Regions from separate parts of the Sus scrofa genome. Here region 2 is linked to region 1. A link is a contact called in public Hi-C data. All regions are on one chromosome and are shown on one strand. Each heading gives the region's core, a stretch centred on a gene start, on an enhancer-like site or on the middle of the called end of the contact. The rest is flanking DNA. Distances are from core to core; before and after follow the strand shown. Region 1 holds the start of PLAA (phospholipase A-2-activating protein). Region 2 holds the start of CAAP1 (caspase activity and apoptosis inhibitor 1).

Region 1 (4,064 bases), core at 1,412-3,911:
TAATTTTGAAAAGCAAAACCAAAAAGCAACATGAGTTAAGTGAAAAGAACCAGTTTTCAAAGACAGGATCATTTCAGCTCAAAGTTCTCCAAGTTCCTGGAAGCCAATGTAACACAGTCCCACAAAACATGTACAAGTTTAAGGATTTAACTATTGAGCAGGCATCCTTTAGCTACTCCTTATGGCAATGTTTATATCTTACTAGATATGTGCTGCTATTGAACTCAGTTTAAAATGTACAAGCTTAATCAGTAATTTGAACTCAAATACACGGAAGTTTCATATCAGTGTTACCAAATGGTTTGGACTATCACCGAATCTGAGTTAGAGGAAATCTTATCCAATTTAATATAGAAATCTGCTCTACAATATTCCTACTTTAGTCTGTTATTATGCCTTGGCTATACTACTGCAAAAGCCTCAAAAGATCTCCTTCCACATTTATTCCTTTGCAATTCATTTTCCACCAGAAGCTAGCAGAAACTTCTCAACAGGTAAATCAAATCATGCTGCTCCCTGCTTGAAATTCTTGGAGGGCTTCCACCCACTAACTCTTGCCCAGTCCTCTTTCCATGGTATTATCTGGCCTCCGCCAGCCTCTAAGACCTGCCCTCACCTCACATCTCATTCCCTCCTGCACACAGGGTCTTTCCTTTCTTAATCCAGGGTTTTTGTGTTTGCTCCTTCTACTACCCAGTTCCCTGCTCCTTGACCAGCTCCATCTAGGTGTCATCTCAAAACAAACAAGCAAAAGAAACAAACGAAAACTTCCTTTGAGAGGCTTCCTTCTTTAAAATGTCTCTCTCCACTCAATTCTATATATTTATTTTCTTCACAGTGCAGATGCCAATATACAATTTATTTGCTTGGTTTTTGATCCACCTCGATCCAGACTTTAGGCAAGCTCTAAAACACAGAGAACTTGTCTGTTCTTTTATTCTTCTTCAGGATCAAAAAGCAAATATGAGGCACTTAATAGTTATCTTCTGAATTTATGGATGGTCACAAACTCTGAGTGACACCTCTGTTAGGAGACTTACTACGTAAAGGAACCCACTTCCATTTTTCTCTTTCTGAACTGAAATCTGTCTTCCAGGTCTTAAAATTCTAGTTACAAGCAGAAAAATCAGGCCTGAACCCTTGAACTTGATTCGGACTGGAGCTTAATCCTCTGTTTCCTAACATTTTTTTGATTGCTTTTTCTGACACTCTTTTGAAGGCAATGAGCTTTCTCTTTTCAAGAAAACCGTACATCTTGATACATCCATAACCATTTAAAGGGTTTCATCCCTTTCAGCCTTCCACACACCTCAAACTCTGACTCGGATAACATGGAGGGAGTCAATGCAGCTTTCTAGAACACAATTTTTGGAAACAAGGTTTTCAAATATTAAATTAGAGGGAAGACACAGAGCAAATTCTAGAGAAAGAGGAGGACTTAGTTCAATTACATGCCAGATGCTTTCACAATGCCTCACTTAGAGGGGTGCATCTGTCATCAAATTTTTTTCAAATCGAAAAAAAAAAAACATGAAAAACCGTTGTTTACAAACTGAGGCCATAAAAAATAACAGCTTCGTCCAAGGTCACCCACTCGTTAATGGACAAGTTAAGAAAGTAGGTTTCTGTTCCCCCAGTTCGGTGCTCTTTCAACCTAAATCTGAGTGGTTTCTTACACTGGCCCAGACTGCCAGTGTTCTCAGTATTTCGGGGGAGCGCGAACCGGAGAGAAGGCCGGGAAGAGGGAAAGGGGCAGGATAGGGCAGGGAAGGGTCACTCTCTTCCCAGACGCGGCAGGAAGCTTTGCAACAGAGCCGAGGGGACAGCGGACGTCGCAGTGCTCACCTGTCCGGGACCCAGAGGCGGGTGGTGCGGTCTCGGGACACGGACACAAAGGCCCCCGGTGGATAGAGACAGCATACCAGGCCCCTCACGTCCAGCTCGTGGCCTGGGAGCGAGCAGCTCAGCCGGTACCTGGTGGCGCCGCTCGCCATGGCCCTAGCCGGTCCGGGACCAGGGCGCCCGGGACCAGGGCACAGCTCGACAACAGTCTGCAGGAGTGGCCCGGTGTGCGGCAGGAGAAGCCCTGCAGGTGAAGAGCGCTGGGACCGGAAGAGCCCGAGGGCCGGTGCGGAAGGGCGGCGAGAAAGTAGGCGCGCCGAGCGGGCCGAGTGACACAGCAACCCTGACTCGCACACCGGAATTCATCATCGGCCTCAGACCCACATGACGCAGAGAGTGTGCGTCCCGTGCTGAGGCCGACACAGAGTTGAAGCTCGCTTGGTTCCCACGCTCTGGACTGGGGGCAAAGAAAGACGCCACTGTCCCGCCCCGTTGCCGGAATCCGGGTCTTTTCCGAGCCCGCGTCCTCTCAGAGCCCTGGCTGATCTGTTTATACTGATGGCGGATGTGGGCAGGGACTACAAATCCCACAATGCCACGCGACACTGGGGCGTGGGCCCCAGGCGCGCGAAAGCAGGGTGTTTTAAATCTTCGTCTGCGGGGCGGCGTGTTGGTTCGTGGGTGATGAGTTCGCTGTGCGTGTATTGTTGGGGCAGTCTTACTTCTGTTTCCTCAAACCATGTCTACGTAGTCTGCGGGGTGTTGGGTTTTTTTGTTTTGTTTTTAACAGTCTAAACGTTTTTAAATTAAAATGAGAGAGCTTGGGGCCAAATCGGAAACAATGGCTTGTCTTAACTTCTATGAACATTAAACTGGGTTCTTGGTACTTAAAAGAAGTTTTACGTGTAAACGCAAAGATTTAAAGGCTTCTCTCAAGGCTGTCGCATCTCTATACAAGTACAAATGCTGGGTCACTTTTCTCTATGAACACATTGAGGGAAAAAGTCAGTAGCTTCTGTGTGACAATACATGTAATAATTAGAATCTGTAGAGGAGGAATTATCTTTTTCTACTCTTCTAACTTTTCTGCTGGAGCTCTGTAGCAAAAGACAGATTAATAACAAAAAAACAAGGTTTTTAACTTGTGTATCTCATATTCAAAGATGATTAACCCAAAGAGGTGGCTAGAATTTGGGCTTATGGCATCTTGACAAAGGGACAATAAGTTTGTACACAAGCAATAAAAAATGGAAAAGGGCCTTAAATCTTTGGAGGCAGCAAATTATGGGATGGCAACTATATGGGAAACAAAGGACAGATGAAGGTTTGTTAGTAAAGTCTATGTAGATTCTTCCAATGCAGTCTCAAGACTGTCAGTCCATCCTTGTTAAGAGACAAGGAGGGACAACTTTGAAAATTTATGTCCTGCTTTTAGACAAGTAGGGGAGTGGTGGAGAGCTTTTCTTGTATCTGGTTCTTTTCAACTGCCTGTAGCTCAAGCTAATTATTTACCAAAGTGACATATTTTGAGGTGGCCAATTCTACCACCCTTCACCACAGTGACCAAAAGGATAACAAATTACCACTACAGATATGCTGGGCTCAGATGGGATAATTACATGAAAATATTTTACAAGCTTGGATAACATAGGCAAATGACATTTCATTTTGTATCACACTGATTTTAAACTACTTGAAGACAAGCATACAAAAGAATAGATCAGGACAAAGAATTATGAAAGTTGGAAATAATGTAAAAATATTAGAAGTCCACTATAAAGTTTCCATTATGGCTCAGTGAGTTAAGAACCCAACATAGTGACCATGAGGATGCAGGTTCCTTACCTGGTGTCTCTCAGTGGGTTAAGAGTCAGTGTTGCAGCAAGCTGAGGCATAGGTTACAGGTGTGGCTCAGATCCAGTATTGTGGCTGTGGCATTGGCCCCAGCTGCAACTAATTATGTTTGATCCTTAGCCTGGTGACTTCTTAGGCCAGAGTCTACGGTGGTAAAAAGAAAAAAAAAAAAATAGTCCAATATGTATGTATGTTATGATTAGAACTCCAATCACATTTAAGCTATTATAGTAAGACTGGAAGAAAATAAACTGCAAGTTACTTCTTTACTAGAGAGGTGAGATTTAAGATGAAGTAGTTACAATATATACATATATATATATATATATATTTTTTTTTTTTCTTTTCTAGGACCGCACCCTGGCACA
Region 2 (4,479 bases), core at 1,493-3,992, 54 kb before region 1:
AGTCAAGTAACATCTATTCCAAGACTGCATACAAGAACAGTTCAATGAGTTAATTTATCAATAAAATTACATCATATTAAAGAAGGAAAACCATGTGATCCTCTCAGCAGAATGCAATGAAATCATCTGATAAAGCGCTACACCTCTGCAAACCAAGAATTTAAAAAAATGTCAACTTGATCAAAGGTTATCTTTCATTACCTATGGCAAATATACTTATTGGCAGAAAATCAGAACTGTTCCCACTATAAAAATGGGGAAAGAATGCCTACTATCAATTTCTGTGTTCAACACTACACTTAGATAATGTAAAAGAACAAAAACTAAGAAATATTAGGGCTGAAAAAGAAGAAACAAAACTCAATGTTAGTACATATTTTTCCTGAGTCATTTTTAAGCTAATAATTAATACTGTGGCCAAATACAAAAAATACATAAAAATAAGTGGCCTTCTATATTTCACAATTACCATTTTAAAGAGGTAATGTTTAGGGAGTTCCTGTCGTGGTTCAGCGGAAATGAACCCAACTAGTATCCATGAGGATGCCAGTCTGATCTCTGGCCTCGGTCAGTGGGCTAACCGATCAGGCATTGGCACTGCCATGAACTGTGGTGTAGGTTGCAGACAGGACTCGGATCTGGCATTGCTGTGGCTGTGGTGCAGCTCCAATTCAGCTCGCAGCCTGGGAACTTCCATAGGCTCAAGGTGAGGCTCTAAAAAAACCAAAAAGAAAAAAAAAAAAAGACGTAATGTTTAAAAGTATAAGAAGTAGGAGTTCCTGTTGTGGTGCAGTGGCAGCAAATCTGACCGGTATCCATGAGGATGTGGGTTCGATACCTGGCCTTGCTCAGTGGGTCATAGATCCCGAGTCACTGTGGCTGCAGTGTAGGCCAGCAGCTTTAGCTCCAATTCAATCCCTAGTCTGGGAACTTCCATATGCCACAGGTGCGGCCCTAAAAAGCAAACAATAAAAATTTAAAAAATAAAACTATACGAAGAAAATGCAAAATAGTTTTATACCCTTCAACCGTTTCTAAAAACACACACAAAATCCAGAAGGCAAAGAAAAATAGTATTTGTCTTGACCACAAAAAAACCAAAATCTCCAATACACCCTAAACAAAGTTATGGTAACATTCGCAATATACCTTACACAAAAGATTAAAACCAAGACTTTTCATAGAAAGATTCAGAACTTTTAGTAAAAAGTTAAATATACCAGAAAGACAAAAGGATAGAGGATGTGCAGACACAATTTACATAACAAAACAAATGAAAAATAAAAACAATAAGATGCCAGAGTTCCCTGGTGCCTCAGTGGGTTAAAGATCCAGCAGTTGTCCCTGCTCTGGCTCCAGTGCCTGCTGTATGTGGGTTTATCCCTGGCCCCTTAACTTCCATATGGGTGGGAGGTGGGGATGGAGGGCAAAAAAAAAAAAAAAAGCATGAACTTTGTCCCAGCAATTTCACTTCTGACGGTCTATCCTAAAGTAATTCTTGCACAAGGCTGTTCATGTTCATATTATTTCTGTAAGGCAAGAAAACTGGAAATATTCATCAATAAAAATGAAATGGAGTATCATGCAGTCAATAAAAACTAAGGTACCGCATATAGAAAGACCCCGATCCCAACAATGCTGTGACATTAGTCAATTCAAGAGAGGGAGTATCACAATACAACTTATGTGTAGGAACTTAAACACATATCTGACAAGAGTTAACGAAGAGACTGCGTATCAAACTATTAACAGGGAGGCTGAAAGAGAAATTTCCACGCTTTTCCCTTTATTTCTGTGCTGTATATATTTAAATTGTGTATTCATGCATTTGTTCTATATTATAAGCAAACTTTTTTTAAAAAGGGTAATATCTTGCCAGGTCGATGGCCCATAAAGAACATGGCTTTCATAATCAGATACTGGTTTCAGATGTAAGCGTTATTAACAAATTGTAACTTTGAGTAAACTTCCTAAAACCTCTTTGGGTCTCAATTTTCTCAACTTGTAATGTGGAAGAAGAGAGAAATAAAGCGCAGCTCGCAAGAACCTTGAAAGGACCTGACTCACACTTTTCAGGGAGACAATGAATGAAAGGGGGCAAAAGCAGTATGAAGTTGATGATCAAACCCAGAAACTTTAAGTTCAAGACGTAGTAGTGTGAAGTTCATCAGAACTTAGGAACATGAATTTCAAACACGAACCACATGGGACCCCTTAGGATCGCAGCAGTTAACAGTAAGGTAAGGCGGGCTCCGCATCCAGCCGCCACATTCGTCGCCCGCCTTCTTCCGAAGAAAACGCAGGAGCTTCGAGAAGGGCGCTCACGCACCTGCTGCAGGGAGCCCGAAACACTGGAAGATGAGTCAGTGCTCCTCCGCTTCCGACGCTCGCTGCGCTCCACGCCGCTGCCACCCCAGCAGCTACCACCGCTCCCAGTGCCGGTGACACTTCCACTGAAGCTGGTGTTCCCACAGCAGGTGACGCTCCCGCAGCCGCTTGCGCTACCGCAGCCGCTGGTGCTTCCACTGCCGCTGCCGGCGACGGCGGGGACAAGTTCTGGCGCCGCAAGCGCCGCCGCAGCCTCCTGACCGCTTCGTTTGCGCCGCTTTTCCCGGGAAGACTTCTTCCCCGTCATGATTCCTCTGCTGCAATCATCCAGGGGAAGCCCACAGTCTACGGAACCACCGAAAATCTGCAGCAGCAAGCAGAGTAAGCGCTGGCGTCGCAGCTATGGCGTCACTTCCGGCCGAGTCGCATACGCCAGGAGGTGTTTCTGGAAGCGGGGCAGGGGCCAATCACGCTGTCTCCGCCTGCTGGGGAGGGCTGCTCGAGTTTAAGGGCGGCTGAGCAGTTTTGGTGCGTTTCCTAGTTTTCCTTCTGCAAAGAACAGAAGATGGAGCATTCCCGCAGGTCCTTTCCCGGTAAAGGTGTAGTTTTTGATTCTCCAATTTCACTTGTTTTCCAATTTTTAAAACATTAAAACAAGAAAGAAGTTTAGGGAAAATCATATCACCTGGGGAGATTGTTTTCTAAATGTGTTTTAGGGAATTGTACAAGTATCAGATCTTCCTTGTTTTTCCCTATTAACACTAATTTCTAGGCAATGATTTCACTTTTAAAGGCCCTTAGCTCTAGTATTAATTCTATTTATCAATTTAATATTCAGATACTGGCGTTTAGCCTATCACATCCTGCAAAAAATTTTAAAAATTACATTATTTTGTATCCAAAAAGGGAAAAAAAGAAATTAATCAAAGGATTTTAGCATCTTGGAGTTCCCGTCGTGGCTCAGTTAACGAATCCCACTAGGGTTAACGAATCCCACTAGGGTTAACGAATCCCACTAGGAACCATGAGGTTGCCGGTTCGATCCCTGGCCTTGCTCAGTGAGTTAAGGATCCGGAGTTGCCATAAGCTGTGGTGTAGGTTGCAGATACAGCTCGGATCCCACATTGCTGCGGCTCTGGTGTAGGCCGGCATCCACAGCTCGGATTCAACCCCTAGCCTGGGAACCTCCATATGCCGCCAGAGCAGCCCAAGAAGTGGCAAAAAGACAAAAAAAAAAAAAAAAAAGGATTTTAGCATCTTACTTTTCCCTGTTTAATCGAATTCCTTTGGAAAAAAGTGCTGAGCCAACTTTAAAAATCATCCATATACTGAAAAAAATTTTTAATGTGTATTAATATATAATATTAGGGTTTTAACTTAGATTCTTGATTTACAATGTTGAATACTTGCCACTGATTGAAATACATTTCCTCATCATCAAGTGATCTGGTTTAACCATTTATCTACTGAAATAAGTATAGCAACCTTCTAAATGTAAATTCTCTATGTTGGGGAAAGGGGAGCAGGAATAAAACATTATTGGCATATCACGTTTCTACCTTTCTTCTCTTCCTTCTTTCCTCAAAAATTGCCTTTTCACAACACAGCAGGTCTTAATTTTTTGAAGGAGAAGAAAACAGGATTGTAGGAGTGGAGAGACCACTAAGGAGATTCTAGGCTAATTTTAGAAAGAATTTGAGACAAGAAAGATAAAAGGAGGGTGTGAAATGTGTGAGAGCAGGAATGGAAAAGAATAGAATTTAGGGAGGATTTCTGGAAATTATGTATTCCCTGCATAGAGTGAATGAAGGACCTGAAGAGAATGAGTGAGTTTTTGAAAATAGGTGATAAGTCATGGTTTTATGATTGTTAGGTTTTGTGAGTTGCTCTATAGGATTTTAGATCTAAACACAAACCAGGTTTTAAATCAGGAATCAAGATTAAAAAGGGGGGGGTGTCTTGGCTGGGGTGGTATCAGCTGGGGTCTTTAGCCATAGAAGGAAAAAAGTTAGGGCTGGGGCAACACTGTGTGGTAGTAATTTTGTAACTTTCATTAAGGTGATAGCAATTCAAAAGAGAAGCCTCTTTGACCACATTCCCTACCTGTCTCAGTCACTCAACAACTATTTAATAAGTGCCTAAACCAAACTT

The links. A called contact is a pair of places that touch in the nucleus more often than the background predicts.
Region 2: a Hi-C map of liver shows a contact between it and region 1, with 6 times the contacts expected there. The contact joins the promoter of CAAP1 here to the promoter of PLAA in region 1. A contact is called at or near these places in 1 of 5 promoter capture datasets (liver), 6 of 47 Hi-C or Micro-C datasets (alveolar macrophages, brain, heart right ventricle and 3 more) and 2 of 2 datasets of contacts at active chromatin or transcription factors (alveolar macrophages and skeletal muscle).

Annotation. Positions count from the first base shown.
Region 1 is chr1:196,174,601-196,178,664 of Sscrofa11.1, reverse strand. It overlaps PLAA (phospholipase A-2-activating protein), which reads right to left and starts at 2,661. Exons shown (of 12, transcript XM_021062719.1): 1 at 1,846-2,661. The coding sequence starts at 1,994.
Region 2 is chr1:196,227,775-196,232,253 of Sscrofa11.1, reverse strand. CAAP1 (caspase activity and apoptosis inhibitor 1) reads right to left here and starts at 2,742. Exons shown (of 7, transcript XM_021062724.1): 1 at 2,330-2,742. The coding sequence starts at 2,635. It overlaps LOC102163685 (a long non-coding RNA gene), which reads left to right and starts at 2,800. Exons shown (of 3, transcript XR_298010.3): 1 at 2,800-2,921.